2 separate regions of the Mus musculus genome follow, and region 1 is linked to region 2. A link is a contact called in public HiChIP or PLAC-seq data. All regions are on one chromosome and are shown on one strand. The core of a region is the stretch at or near the end of the contact, and the rest is flanking DNA. Distances in the headings are between cores, read along the strand shown. Region 1 has its middle 36 kb from the start of Klhdc7a. Region 2 holds the start of Klhdc7a (kelch domain containing 7A).

Region 1 (6,750 bases), core at 739-3,238, 34 kb after region 2:
CCAGAGAGAAAACGCTGGGAGCCAGCTGGAGTCCAGGCTCACTGGAGCCGTCTCAGCCTGTGGAAGAAAAGCTTCTTCTCAGTAGATCCCACTCGTGGCTCCCTGGGTCTCTATGGTTGGCTCCAAATTTGGTTGACTGTCCTGATTCTGTGCCTGAACGACAGTACAGCCCGCTCCCTGGGACTTCATCTCAGCTTGCCAAAAAAACCCAAAAAACAAAAAGCCTGCTACCTCCCCTTTTAGGTCAGCTAGAAGGAAGGACAGACAGGAGATGGAAAGACTGACAGCCATTCAGAGGAAAGACTGCCCTGGGGACGGGTCTCTTCGATGAGCACCAGAACCCACTTCTGTTCGCATGCTGGGGTACTTATAGGCAGAAGCAGGTGGATTGGACAGAAATAGACAAGTTTTCTTTCTGGCCTGCAGTTGGATGCTGCTGCCAGGGGCAACCAATGTCTGGGGGTGAATAAGTAAGTATCCCTCTTCCCTGGCCATTGCTGGGGGTCTGATAGGGTAGGGTAGGGGAACAGCAACCTAGAGAAGTTACATCAGTTGTAAAACCAAAGAATTGTCACCGTCCAGCTGAAATGGAGGTGTTGTACAGAAGGGCATAGCCTTGGCTAACACTGTCCTACCTCTGTCTAATGCCTGGGCCAGCCTTGGGCACATGGGAAATGCTCTGAGAACCCCAAGTCATGGTTCATCTGGTCACCCAGATGGAAAGGTCAGGGTCAGAGAAAGCAACAGGCTGGGGACTGGGGTGTGAGGAGCCTGGCCACAGTCTGCATGCAGCCTTGGGTATGCTTCCTCAGGGACAGCGGTGGCCATATGTGACCTTTGGCCTGACTCGCTCCTCCTTCGTGATTGCCTCATGGAACACATGTAGTAATTCTAAAAGCCAACTTGGCAAGGATGCCCAGAGGAGGAACTGAGAGTATGTGGAGTGACTAAGCACAGCACCCAGGTACTCGGGTGCAGGTACTTAGTCACAGTCACTCTCCTGGTCATGGTCGGTGGTACCCCCTGCTGCCTCCCTTACCTCACACAGCCAGTACACAGCCATAAACAGTCTCCACTTGCAGGCTCGGCTATGAAGGACTTTGTAGTGTGGTGTCCCCTCCTCAGGCTGTCCTACCTACTTCCTGGAACCTGTTCTGTTTGCTTTTTCTATTTTCTCCATTTTTAGATCCGACAGCAGAGGCCCAGAGAGGGCAAGTTGTTCACAAAGGCCACACAGGAGCCTAGGAGTAGAGCCCAGAAAGGGAACTGAGTGGTTTGGGTAACCAGGCAGACTTGGGTTCAAGTCCTGACCCAGGCTTTGATCCGCCTGAGTGGATTCTGATGGTTCTTCACCTTCCTGTTCTCACATTCTCTTTCAAAGGTGGGCATGCAGCTCAGTGGTGGGGCGCCCACCCACTGAGTGTGGGTCCACAGAGCTCAGTGGTGGGGCATCGCCTAGTGAGTGTGGGGCCCCGGAGCTCAGTGGTGGGGCGCCCACCTAGTGAGTGTGGAGCCTCGGCTTTCCTCTGGAGTCCTAGCACTGAATTAAAAAAAAATTGAATGTGTGGGATGACTCCAAATTCTGTCTTGTAAAGTCTAGGAAGGAGGAGAGCATTCTTCGTGTGGTCAACAAGGCCACTGTGTTCTTTGCCCGCCTTTGGTAGGGGTTCTCTGCTTTGATTAGTGACTATTTTCTGGGCGACAACTCATGGAAGTCCCTTGAGGGACCTGCTGCTATGTGCCAGAGGGTAACCCCTGCCCGGGGAGCCAGTCAGGCAGGGCGTGAATGGACAAGGAGAGACAGAGCCTCCATTTGAGGTCCTGACCCTGCCTGTACCTGGCTCTGGTGGAGGACGGGATGGGTGGTGGGGTCCTGGTCTTCTGGGATTCATTCGGGCTCAAGGTGATTGAGCCTCTCAGAAGCAATACAGGGGCAAAGGAAGGTGACGCCTTTAATGCAGAGAGAAGCATCGAGTTCCAGCCAACCAGCGACATTTGCATTTAAATGGAGGTCTGCAAGTCTGTAAATCTGCATTTCCCAACCGCAGAGCCCTAATGGTTGTTTAATCACGTTTAGATGAACCCCCTGGAGCACTGGGGGTAGGCGCAGCACCGTCTTAGCTCTGTTACAGAGGCTGAGATCAGGCACTCCTTCCTCCTATCTCCTGTCCCGGACAGGCTGCTCACTCTAGAGAAGCGACCGGCCCCTGTCCATGCCAGGATTAACTCAGAACTGGCAGAAGTAGGATTGGCCCCAAAGTCCCCGCAGCCTCCACAGTAATGAGGATGGTGACAAGATTTGAAGAAATGGGCAGCCGGAGCTCTGAGCAGGGCCTGCACGTGCTCCGAGCTTGATGGTTTCTCGTTCTACCTCGGACTGTAGTGCCCACTGAGGCTGAGCAAGCCGGTGGCGTGGACACCGTCCAGGCTTTAGGGTGGCATGTGGGGGTGGCGGCTGATGAACGGGTTCCTCACCGGAGTCACCTATCCTGTGAGACAGACCTCTGAACCCCTGTTCCTCAGGACGTTGGCTTCTGCGAGGTGTTCGCTCTCCCTCAGCTTCCTCATCCACGAAAGGTTCCTGTCCCCTTGTCTTAGATGCTGGCCTTCTAAAGAGCACCAGCTCTGTCTTATCCCTCGCCTGGGGCCTGGCAGGTAATAAGTGCTTAATGAGCACTTGGATCTGTTGTTACTTAGACACGTGCAATAGTACCAGGGACCCTGTAGCTTATCGGTGTTCTTTAGCTCAAAGGCACAGTCACTGGCATCAGGCAGGCCTGGGTCTTAATCTCAGCCTTACCGAGGAACTCATACCAAGTTAGATCCTCACACATGAGGGCTTGTTGAGTCTGGGCCCACAGGATCTGGGCAGACAATTACTCTTGTCTCTGCCTTCAGCACTTTCAATCAGGACAGGGTAGATGGGGGGGGGGGTATTGCCATTGCCGATGTAGCCCAGGATGTGTAAATGATCTTGAACCCCTGATCCCCTTGCCTCCACCTCCCTAGAGCTAGACTGACAGGCCTGTACCCCATCCCTGGTTTATGCTGTGTCAGGGATTGAACCCAGGACTTTGTGCATGTTAGGTGGGCACTCTACCAACTGAGCCACAGCCCGGTGCAATGCTGGTTCAAGTAAAAATGCACGAGAGAACTGGTCAACCAGCTCTCAGCACCACCTTGTGCCTTTGGTCCAAATGACAGGGACTGTCACCAGGGTCACCCCTCATGTCCCATGACCCCTTCCCCAGATCGTGGTCCAGCCCTACCCTCCTCCTTGGCCTGACACAGCTGACTGGTAATGTGTTCTTTCTGAGCCGGGCCCCCACCACTTTCCCCATTGGAAAAAGCAATTAGATCGTGTTTACCAGAGTACGCGGCTGCAATCTGCCGTGCTGTCCTATCCTGTGCGCTGGCCCACTTCCTCCATGCTTTGCTTAGGTCTGATGGGAGATTTGCATACGAAGTAAAAATAGAAAAGCAAAGGGGGAAAGCAAGGGAGGGATCAGCGTGGGGCCAGAGAGCTCTGAGTACACCTGCATCAGTCTGGGGAAACTGAGGGTGGGTGCAGGCTCGTCCCAAACTCGGAGGCGTTCTTGTGTGATTTGATCTGTTGGGTGGGCAGTCAGGTCCCTACGAGAAGCCTGGCTAGCCTCTGCCCCGTAGGCTCAGGGTAGCTGGAGTTCTCCCCAGCGCCTTGCTCACTCTTCCCTGGCTCTTCCAGGGAACGACAGGGCAGAATCCAGTCCCTGCTCCGGATTCCCACTTAGGGCTCTGTTCCTGCCTCCCAGTTTCTCAGGATGGATCCGAGAAGCTCCAGGGAGCAAGGACGTGTTTCTGGATGTGCGCTGAGATAGTGTGGAGAGAGCCAGGGAAGAGAGAGAAGTCCTGGGCAGATGGGCACCTGGTCAGTGACTCTCCGCTGCCTTGTGGAAAGTGGGTCACCAATCCTCTCAGGACTCTGAGAGGGACTGCGTGGGAAAACACTTGGAGTTGTTAGCAGCACTCCCCCATTGGTCTAGCCAAGGCTATGCTATGAGGCAGTTTTGACCAATGAGACACCCGCTTCCCCATTGGCTCCTCCCACGGAGAGTGGGCAAGGCGATGAGACTTGATTAAGCCAATGAACATCAGCCCTCTGTGGCTCCTCCAATAGGCCCTCTGGGTGGGGCCCTGAAACTCGCTTAGGCCTATGGGACACCGGGCATACTGAGGTGTGACAAGTAAGAATCCGGTGTCGTGGACCATCCAGTCCACGAATTCACCCCATCCACGAATAGGGGAGCGGCCAGATTTCTGCAGCAAGGTGCCAGCAGTAGCAGACCCTCCCACCAGTGCCACGGGTGTGTTCAGCCACCAGCAATAGACATCCGATACCCCCAACAATTCCTAACTCTTGCCCCTGATCTTGGCTTCTCCGGTGCCGGCGCACCCATCTGTTTGTTTCCTAGTCCGGTGCAGGGAACTGTATATCCAAACAAAGCTCTCAGTTAGGGAGCCACCCTCTCCTAGGCAGGCACCCCTGTGTGGTGATGCGTCCAAGCTGCGCGTGGCTTCCCGCTGGAGAGTGGTCGGAGGACAGAGGCGTGAAGGTCCGAACAACAGGCTGAGTGGTGATAGCTAGCCAGCTTTGAGAATGAATGATCAAGACAGGTTTCCCTGAGAACTGTATGAGCTAAGAACTGAGCTCCAGATCTCAAACCAGCATCTCCTCATTTAGAACAGTGCCTGGGCACGAGTAAATATTTACTGACTGCATAAAGAAACCAAGTCTGAGCAGAAGGTGGGGGACGGGTGGAAATGAGCCAGAGAAAAAGGTGGAGGGACGCAGACAGGAAGAACAGATCAGAACAGGAGTGAGCAGTGGGAAAGAGTCCTGCAGGAGGGTTCAGTACAGCAGGGGGTGGAGCTTGGAAGATTGGGCGGGACCTAAGAGACCCCCTGTGGTGTCCCAGAGCTATGCAAATTGAGCAGGGAAAGAGGTCCAAGCAGAGGGAACAGGCTGGTGCGTTTGACCAGGATGAGAAGCAGGCTCCTGTAAGAATGTGGAATGGGAGACATTAAAACACATTCCCTCATTTATTTATGAGTGTGTACGCGAATTCCCACCTCAGGGCCTGGAGAGCACAGAGAGCATTTCTCAAGAGTCGAGAATCTGTTCCTTACGCTGTGGGTTCAGGCGATGGAACTCAAATCTTCAGGCATGCAAGGTCATCTACACACACACACACACACACACACACACACACACACACACACACACACACACACACACACACAATTTGGCAAACCTAGATGATCACCTTTCTGTCTTGCTGAGCCTCAATTGACCCACCTGTAAAATGGACTTGTTCCCTATGAGGTGGGTATGAGGTTCCAAACAGCGGTGAATTTTCCAGCACAGAAAGAGGTGGCCTGCCTTAGACTAGAGGGAGGTCCAGGAGGCAGCAGAGCCTCTCCTCTTTACCATCCTAAGGGGCAACCTGGTACTCTGGTGCTCTGTGTTCCCCACTTCATAGGTAAGGAAGTAGCTGTCACAGGCCTGGAGGATGGCCCCCCCTTTTTTTACCCATGGATTTTTAGCATCGTAAGAGGATGCAATCTTTTGTTTTATTTTTTAAAATTAAATCGGGGAAGTTTTTTTTTTGGGGGGGGGAATCTTTGAAATGTTCAGAGTGGTTACTTTCTTTTTAAATAAAAGGGAAGATCAAGGAAGCTCTTCCCATCCTTAGGTCACACTGGGACTGCTCGGTCCTAGTGTCATTTGAACGGGCTAACGTGGGCCCCGTATCTAGGGACGCGCTTTGTTGTGGGGAAAATCCCAGGGCTTGTTATGAGAGGTCGCCCGTGAGAGCCCCCTCTGGGAATCACTTCCAAGGAGCTCTGGGTGATTTGGATTCTCTGCCGTTTCCCCTTGTCAAATCAGCGCCTTGATAAAGCTGCTCTCCAATGCCTCTCAGAGAATGCAGGAGTACGTTTTGATAAAGTTCAAAGCACTGGCAGAGGTAAGGTTCTATTAGCAGTGGCCACCATGCCCCGGGAGGGGAGGTGGATTTTTCCCAAGGTCACAGAGAAAGTGGATGGAGGAGCCAGAAAAAGAAGCAGAGGGTCCTTTGATCTCCAGGGTTCCATCGTTGAACCAAGGAGGGACCAGAGGCAGGAGCCACAGACGGAGAGAGATAAGGAGCCATAGGGAGGGAAAGGGCCTTCCCTCCAGCTGAGAGTCAAGAGTTCTAACCCAATTAGGAATCCTTGCTGTGAAGCTGGACAACTCGGGACAAATGGCTTTTTATAGAGAGATCTTTCACATCAGATTGTTAACGTAGCTGGGTCACAGATGGCTCAGCGGGTAAAGGCACTTGCTGCCCCGCCTGGCAACCTGTGTTCAATCCTTGGTGGAAGGAGAGACCTTATTCCTGCATGTCGACCTCTGACCTCCATAACCATTCTATGGTCTTCATGCAATAAACATTTTAAAGGTAGTGTTCTGTGAGCCCTGAACCGCCTTAGCACGCGTGACCTTTCCCAACAGGAAACTTGCAAATTTTTTCTAAGACCCTAAGGACCTTATCTTGGCCTGTTCCAGATGCCAGGAAGCCGTTGGAAGTGCGGCTGGAGTTGACACCCGAGGACATGATGGACCAGGTTAATTTTAGGGCCCCGAGGTGATGCATGGCACCCCCCTGCAGGCTGCTTGAATTAATGAGTTAATTTAGTCCGAGCTCCCAGCGTCTCAGGCCTTCGGTGCTG
Region 2 (6,964 bases), core at 4,256-6,755:
AGAGTTTTTTAAAAATACATTTCTCTATCTTCCAATTGTCTATTTATTTTTCTATAAAGGGACATGGACAGGCTTAAAGTGGAAAATAACCCTCACATCATCTTTCCTCCCCTAAAGCAGTAAGAACTCTTATTAGAAAAGAAGCAAGACAGATAGTCCTCAGAGCCCCCTGATGCTTAGGCTACTCGGAGGCTGAGGCCAGGATGTCCCCAGACCCTAGGCTGTTTCCTAAAGTCAAGTGGGAATTAGACTCTGAGCCAGCAGGCTGCCCACAGCCGCAGACATGGACAGGGTACCTGTGACTCCCTTGTAACTGTCCCCAAGTATACCAAATCGGCTTCTCTCCCAGGGAACAAAGCCAGATCAGTGGTCTATCCCTCTACCACCCTGAGACTGTCCTCCTCAGAAGCAGCCCTGTCCCCTTGCCTTTGTGGCAAAACCCTTCCCCTTCCCTCTGGGTGAATCTCCAACCTGATCCCTCCTCCCATACATTTTGATACATTTCGATACATTTCCTCTCGGAGGCCCGATTGTCTTGCAGGGCCTGCTTTGCCCTTGCCTTAGCAGTTAAGCACGCTGAGTTCAGGCTCTTTCTGTGCCTGTGCTTGGTCTCTGAATCAGCTTGTTCTCCTCCACTGGGACACTGCTGCTCCCCCACCCGAAGAGCAGTGCCCAGCCTGGCCCAAACAGACTGCACGTGTTCATCTCACCAGTGAACTCTGTCCACCGTGCCTCTGCTGGGTTCCCTGGGTTACTTGGCTCTGCTATAACCACTTCACTCCCCAAACCAGCTCCTCGTCAAGCCAGTAACGACATGCCAGCTCTGACCTACGGGCCATGACTGTGGGGCTTCTGTTTTGAACAGTTCTGAGGTCATTATAAGGGCTCATCAGGAATTGATTGGTGATGTCTGCCACGTGAGCCTAAGGGATATACAACAGCTTAGTCTCAGCGCCCCTTCTTTCAATAAAGATCACACTCACAATTCACTGGGATCTAGAACACAGGGTTTTTGGGGTTTTGGGGGGGTTTTGGTTTTTCTTTTTTGCAGCTTCCCTGGAATCACTTGCCTGGTTCTTACTTTTGGTGTGCCACAGGCTTCTGGAAGTTTCCTTAACATGTTTCATCTTCGGGCTAGCCTGTGCCTGGAAGCTGGGTGTATCTCCCAAAAGCACCTTGCCCCACCTCAGCCTGGCAATGTCCCCTTTGAGTCCTTTTACTGAAGCCATCCATTTCCCCCACCCCAATGTTTCTCAGAGGTTGATGTGAGTAATGTGACGTGACTTTGGTAGGGGAGGCAAGGGGCAGGGGGGAGGGGACATTCCCTCCCTGGGGATCCACCATGGCTCAGACAGCCTTTCTTGCTCAGCTTTCAATTCAAGTGTGTCCAGCTGGTTCCTCCTCTAGGTCTCTGGCCAGGAATAGTCACCTTGCACAGTACACCAAATGCCCTCTTCTCATCTCCATGGCACAGCTCTTCCTTGTTCTACATCCTAACCCCAAATCTTCCCCAGAGTGCCCCAGCCTCAGTTCCCGCAGCTGCATGGCCACCCCTGGGATCTGGGAAGGTTTTTATAGTGACAGTGTCCAGGTTTTTGTCATCCGTCCTCTTGTCAGGCCCCGCCCCGTCTGTGACTCGCACCCCCTGGCTCCTGACTCATCTCTAGAGCATCATCACTTTTCTCTCAACATCTTTGTCTCCCTGAGAATGGAGCAAGGGCTTAGTAGGCAGGTGGACCAGGCTCTCTGCCTTTCATCCTGGAAGTTGGATCCCCTTCAATATAAAAGATTGGGGGCCTGGATGCTCCACTAGAATCTTCCAACTCCATGGCTCCATCCCAGGCCTGCCTTTCCTTGTTCCTTCTCATCCAACGAGGCAGATGAGACGGCCACTGGCCACCAGACGGCCACCAGACACAGAGCTGGTCACATGGATGAGCTGAAGAATGGTGGCTGCCCTGCCCAGGCAGAGAGGATTCTGAACTCTGGGGGGGGGGGGGGCGGTCTATTGAGGTCAGGTGGTTGTGGGCGTGGCAGGGGCCCGGAAAAGGGAGCCTGGAACCACATCTGCCTCCTAAGACCTCAATTGTGCAATGATTAATATGCAAATAGAACTCCTGTCAAGATGGATGCCTTTCTCCTTCCAGCACACAGAACCTGAGGTAACAACAACAACAAAAGTGGGCCTTGGTCAATATGCTCTCAAACAGTGTTACTGTGGATGCCTTCAGCTTCAGCTGTGCCTGTCCTGCTGGCCAAACCTCAGGGCTATCCTGAGCTGCTTCCTGCTCCTGCCCAAACCCTCCTTCAGTTCTTTCCACCTGTGCTCCAGGTGCTTCTAGAAGCTTCTAAAGTGGGCCTCAATGCTTAGGAATTGGTGAGACCATTGCTTAAGAGGGTGGTCTATGGTAGCACACAGAAACCCAACCAGCTTGAGAAGTCCTCTGGAGGTACCCTGGCCCCTGGAACTGTGATTGGGAGAAGACTGTGTCCCTTCATTTCTGTGGGATCCTGAAACCGCCCCTACCAGGAATTCTGACTTGAATCACAGTGCTGGGTCAGTCACTCACGAAGTTGTGAGATTCCAGCTGTCGTGGAATGCTAGGCTCTGGCTTCAATGTTGTGGCAGACCTGTAATGTGGCTTTTCAAGAATCCTCCAAGGCCCCATAGCCTGTGGTACAGGAGAGAGAACTTTCCACTCCACGGCCTGTCATGTTCCTGCCTGCTTCTTACCCAGAGTGATAGGCAAAGGGGTTTTTCTGAATCCTGATGGAGCCCAGCTGAGGGACTGCTAGACAGGGGTCTGAGGCACATCCGGGACAGGCAAGGTCAAGACGGCAGGCAGAAGGGTGCCCCGTGCAGAAGGGAAACCCTTTAATTCCTTAGACACAAACCTGGGTGAGATGTGGTCCGCCAGGAAGCAGAGCATGCGCCTGCGTCCCACACAATAGATATGATCATCCACAACGGCGCACTGGAAGGCATCAGGGTAAGGTAAGCGGTATGTGGCACACTCATACCAGAGCCGGGTGCTGGCACTGCAGCGGTACACGCTGATGCCCAGGCTGCGGTTGAGGTCAAAACGGTAGAGAAAGCCATTCACAGCCACCATCTCGGCCGTGCGGTCCTTGCTGCCCCCGGTGGGGCCGGCCCACCAACGCTGTTCCTGGGTCGAGAATCGGAGCAGCAAGTAGCGCAGGCTGCCCCCGGTGACAAAGATCTCATTGGCGCACACCGTGGCTGTGTGTGCCAGGGCAAATGTATCGTTTGGGAGAGGCGGGGCAAAGGTCCAGCGGTCCAGGCGAGGGTCATAACGCTCCACTGTATTCAAACACTCACCTCCAATGGCATAGAGGTGCCCCTCCAGGGCCACCAGCCGGCAGTGAGGCCGAGCCTGGTTCAGTGGGCACACCTCACTCCAGATTGCCGTCAGGGGGTTGTAGCAGAAGACGCGGTTGGAGGGTTGGCCCCCAGGTTCCTGGCAGCCAGACACCACAAACAGATAATTGAATAGGGTACAGAGTGCACAACCCCGGGACATGGCTTCCGGGGGCAGCTGGGCCAGAGGGTGCCAAGCATCCTGCACATTGTCATAGCAACAGAGGCGGCCACTATCATCCTGGGGACACATGTCTGCCACCACCAGGCGCTTGTGGCCACGGAACCTGCGCTGGAGAATCAGCTCCCGCTCTGCTCCGCTCAGGCCCCCATAGATGTCTGGGCTGCGGAGGACCTGAAGGTAGTTATCACTCAATACCTTGTAGGCTGCCTCCTTCAGGGTCTCTAGGCCCTGCCTCTTGGCCAAGGTCAGCATCTCATAGCAGTTGCCCAGGTCCAGGCGGACATCCAGAGCTGAAGCCGGGGTGAGCGGGATGTGGAAGAAATTGGTCCCAGCTACAAGCTGCACGTGGGGCTCCCCGTGGCTGCAGGCTGAGCTGAGTTGGGCTCTCTGGTCCAGGTGGGCAGGAAGGGGCATCCTGAAGCCTTCAGGCTGCAGTTGGAGCTCTGGGTTCTCAGCGATCTGCAGGAGGCTCACCTTTCTGCTGAAGCCCGGTGCAGATGGGGATGCCACAGGCTGTGGGGATGCTGCTTCAGATGCACCACCACCGGCTGTGTTAGCGGCTTCGTCTCTGGAGGCTGCTCCAGTGACAAGGGGCTCTGGTCCAGGCCCAGGGGATGGAGCATCAGCCAGAGCTGCTGGGCAGGGGACTGGCCTGGAGTCAGCCTTCGACGTGGACTCCACGAAATAGTCATATACTCTGCCCTTCAGCCCTGGTCCCTCTGCCTTTTGTATAATATTCTCCTCCATCCGGATCCGGGCCACAGATGAGAAAGTATGGGAGGCGTTGGTGGCTCCTTCCTGCTGCTGCGTGGCCAAGCCCATGTCTGCAGCAGCCTGGAGGACCCCGGCCTCTCCCCTGCTGACCCCTGTCATGTGGGTGAAGATCCAACTCTGGTTCATGTCACCATTGACCAGTGTAAGATCAGTCCAACCGTTGGGGGCTTCCAGGTCCCCAGATCCTGTTTCCTCTGGGGGTCTGCTGTCTGGCCATGGAGAGAGCTTGTCACCCACACAGCTGCCACCCACTCCTGGGATAAGTCTGCCTGAGGAGCTCGTAGGTTCACAGCCTGAATGAGGGAGGTGGGGAGGGTTGGGCTTACCTCTAACATCTGTTCCGGCTTCCTGGCCACCACAGGGAGGAGGCACCTGCTGAGAGTCTGGACACTGCCTGCCCTGACTTTCATCAGAGCCTTTTCTTGTGGCCTCTTCAGACCTGGAAATGTCCAGGATGCAGGGGTCTTCTGGATCCACCAAGCTGTAGTCCAGTGAGGTCCCAGCCCCCTTGCTGGCCTTCCTGCGTCTTCGACCCCTTGGCAGGGTCCCCGGTGGAGCCTCCTGGAAGGCAAGTTGTCCCAAGGCCTCTGTTTCATTTTCTGCTTTGTGGTCCTTGTTGTTTCTCCCTGCCTGCCCGACTGGGGCAGGTCTGGACTTGTAGAGTTTGTAAGCCGCAGTTACCAGGAGCAGCGCAGCTGCGGACAGCACCACCTTGCTGGGCAGCTGCATGTCCAAATGCCAGTCCTGGCCCTCTGCTCCTTCTCCAGTGGGGAGCATGCTGGCCAGGGACAGAGGAATGCCAAGAATCCGATTAATGATTGCCCAATAGGGACCAGTTCCTGGATCCTGCTGTGGAGTGGGAGGGAGTCCCTAGCCGGATCTGGCCAGCGGTTGCTGGAGCAGAGGTGACTTTGAGTCCACTGAGTCGGCAATGGGGCAGGGGATGGCTAAGGTTGCAGCTGGCCTCTTTGGATCCTTGCCTGAAAGGAGGGAGGGTCCCGACTGGAGGGGCCCGAGCTTCAGATCAGTCACCTGCAGCCCCTGGTGGGAGGGAGTGTCCAACAGGGATTCAAAGAGGAAGGAATCTCTGAGCAGAACTGTCACCAGATGCCTAGAAGCCACACTGTTGGTCTGTGTGTGAGGGTGTTTATTTTCTCTTTTGCAAATCCTTAGGTTGGAAGCTTGGGGCAGCTTTTGCCTTGGTTCCCGGAGCAGGTGGAGCCACAGTTAACAGGCGTATGGGGATGGCCTTGGCCCTAACTGAGGGGTCAGCTTTTAACCAGCCAAGCAATGAAACAGTGAGGACGCTGGGCCTGGGCTGGCGGCCAAGCCACCTGACTGGGCCCTTGGCTGCCTCTGCCCTCCTCCTCTACTCAACAAGTTGAAGAGAAACTAGCTTTGCTGAAGCAGCCAGGAAATACAAGACCTTAGCACCCAGACAAAATGAGACCTTAGAGACCCTGCCTCCTCTTCATGATGAGCCAACCTCATAGGAAAAGAGGCCTGTGGAGGAGTGACTCCTCACAACCCCCAACCCACATCAGCACTGTGGACCCCAGACTCAAATCTGCCGTTCACCAGCTGTGTGACCTTGGGCAAGTAACTTTACTTCTCTGTGCCTGCCTGAAAAGTGGCGAGAGACAGAGGGTGACCGCATCATTAGCTCATCAGGTAGAGTAGTCAACATGCATGAAGCCCCATGTTGTTGCTAAAGCTCAGCAAGGCTTGGCTGTTTTTATCTCCCCCATGTGCAGGTTTTTTTACTGGTTCTCAAGGGTGGGTGCTGAGGTCACAGTTTTAAGGGAGGTAAAGTCACTGAGCAAGAGTGGGGGCCCAGGCCTGCTCTGGGTAAGCCTCCATCTGTGCCCAGGATTCAGGTCCTCAGCTGCCGAGATGCCCAACGCACACGCTCCACTTTTTAAAGGTTGTCTTCAGGTTGCAAAGTGAAAGGACGATCCAATTTGAAGGCCCAGGAACTTGGTTCTGAGGGTTCTGGCCTTGGGAAAACTCTAAACTTTTTTGTTATATTTGTGTGTGTGTGTGTGTGTGTGTGTGTGTGTGTGTGTGTGTGTGTGTGTGTGTGTGTGTGTGTGTGTGTGCAAGTGCATGTGTGGGTAATACACATAGGCACATGTGACATCAGAGGACAGCCCAAGGATTCTGTTCTCCTTCTGCCGTGCAAATCCTGAGGGTTGAACTCAGGCCACCTTGCTTGACTGGAGTGTCATCTTGCTGGCCTCCTGGGATCCCCTTAGGAGGTCCTTATGTGTGTGAGCCTCCACCCAACAGCCTCAGTTTACCCTTCTGCATGTGGCAGTCTAGTGTGCCCTACTTTGTTGACTCCTGCAGGCCAGGCCTCCTTATCTTTGCCGGTGGGGATCTTTCCAGCCGTCTAGGTCCAGTCAAACTCCAAACCTCCCTGGGCCCTGTACTGGCTAGTTTTGTGTCAACTTGACACAGGCTGGAGTTATCACAGAGAAAGGAAGGAGCTTCAGTTGAGGAAATGCCTCCATGAGATCCAGCTGTAAGGCATTTTCTCAATTAGTGATCAAGGGGGGAGGTCCCCTTGTGGGTGGGACCATCTCTGGGCTGGTAGTCTTGGGTTCTATAAGAAAGCAGGCTGAGCA

The links. HiChIP or PLAC-seq counts read pairs in DNA pulled down with a chosen protein or histone mark.
Region 1: an H3K27ac HiChIP or PLAC-seq map of embryonic stem cells shows a contact between it and region 2, with 10 read pairs. The contact joins the enhancer-like site here to the promoter of Klhdc7a in region 2. A contact is called at or near these places in 8 of 39 promoter capture datasets (cranial neural crest, frontonasal cranial neural crest, liver and 4 more), 1 of 15 datasets of contacts at CTCF or cohesin (embryonic stem cells), 3 of 484 Hi-C or Micro-C datasets (the N1E-115 cell line, embryonic stem cells and nephron progenitors), 7 of 115 datasets of contacts at active chromatin or transcription factors (astrocytes, embryonic stem cells and neural progenitor cells) and 3 of 9 other capture datasets (adipose tissue, liver and pancreatic islet).

The regions. Positions count from the first base shown.
Region 1 is chr4:140,000,258-140,007,007 of GRCm38.p6, forward strand. No RefSeq gene overlaps it. Among named protein-coding and RNA genes, the nearest start is that of Klhdc7a, 36 kb to the left of the region's middle. Within about 2 kb of position 1,989, at least 15 of the 459 cell types and tissues checked have an H3K27ac peak or open chromatin away from gene starts, as enhancers often do. A contact at or near this core is called in adipose tissue, embryonic stem cells and pancreatic islet, where this site is marked.
Region 2 is chr4:139,962,521-139,969,484 of GRCm38.p6, forward strand. Klhdc7a (kelch domain containing 7A) reads right to left here and starts at 5,506. Exons shown (of 1, transcript NM_173427.2): 1 at 1-5,506. The coding sequence starts at 5,114. The coding sequence ends at 2,793. It overlaps Mir2139 (microRNA 2139), which reads right to left and starts at 5,100; the gene lies at 5,006-5,100.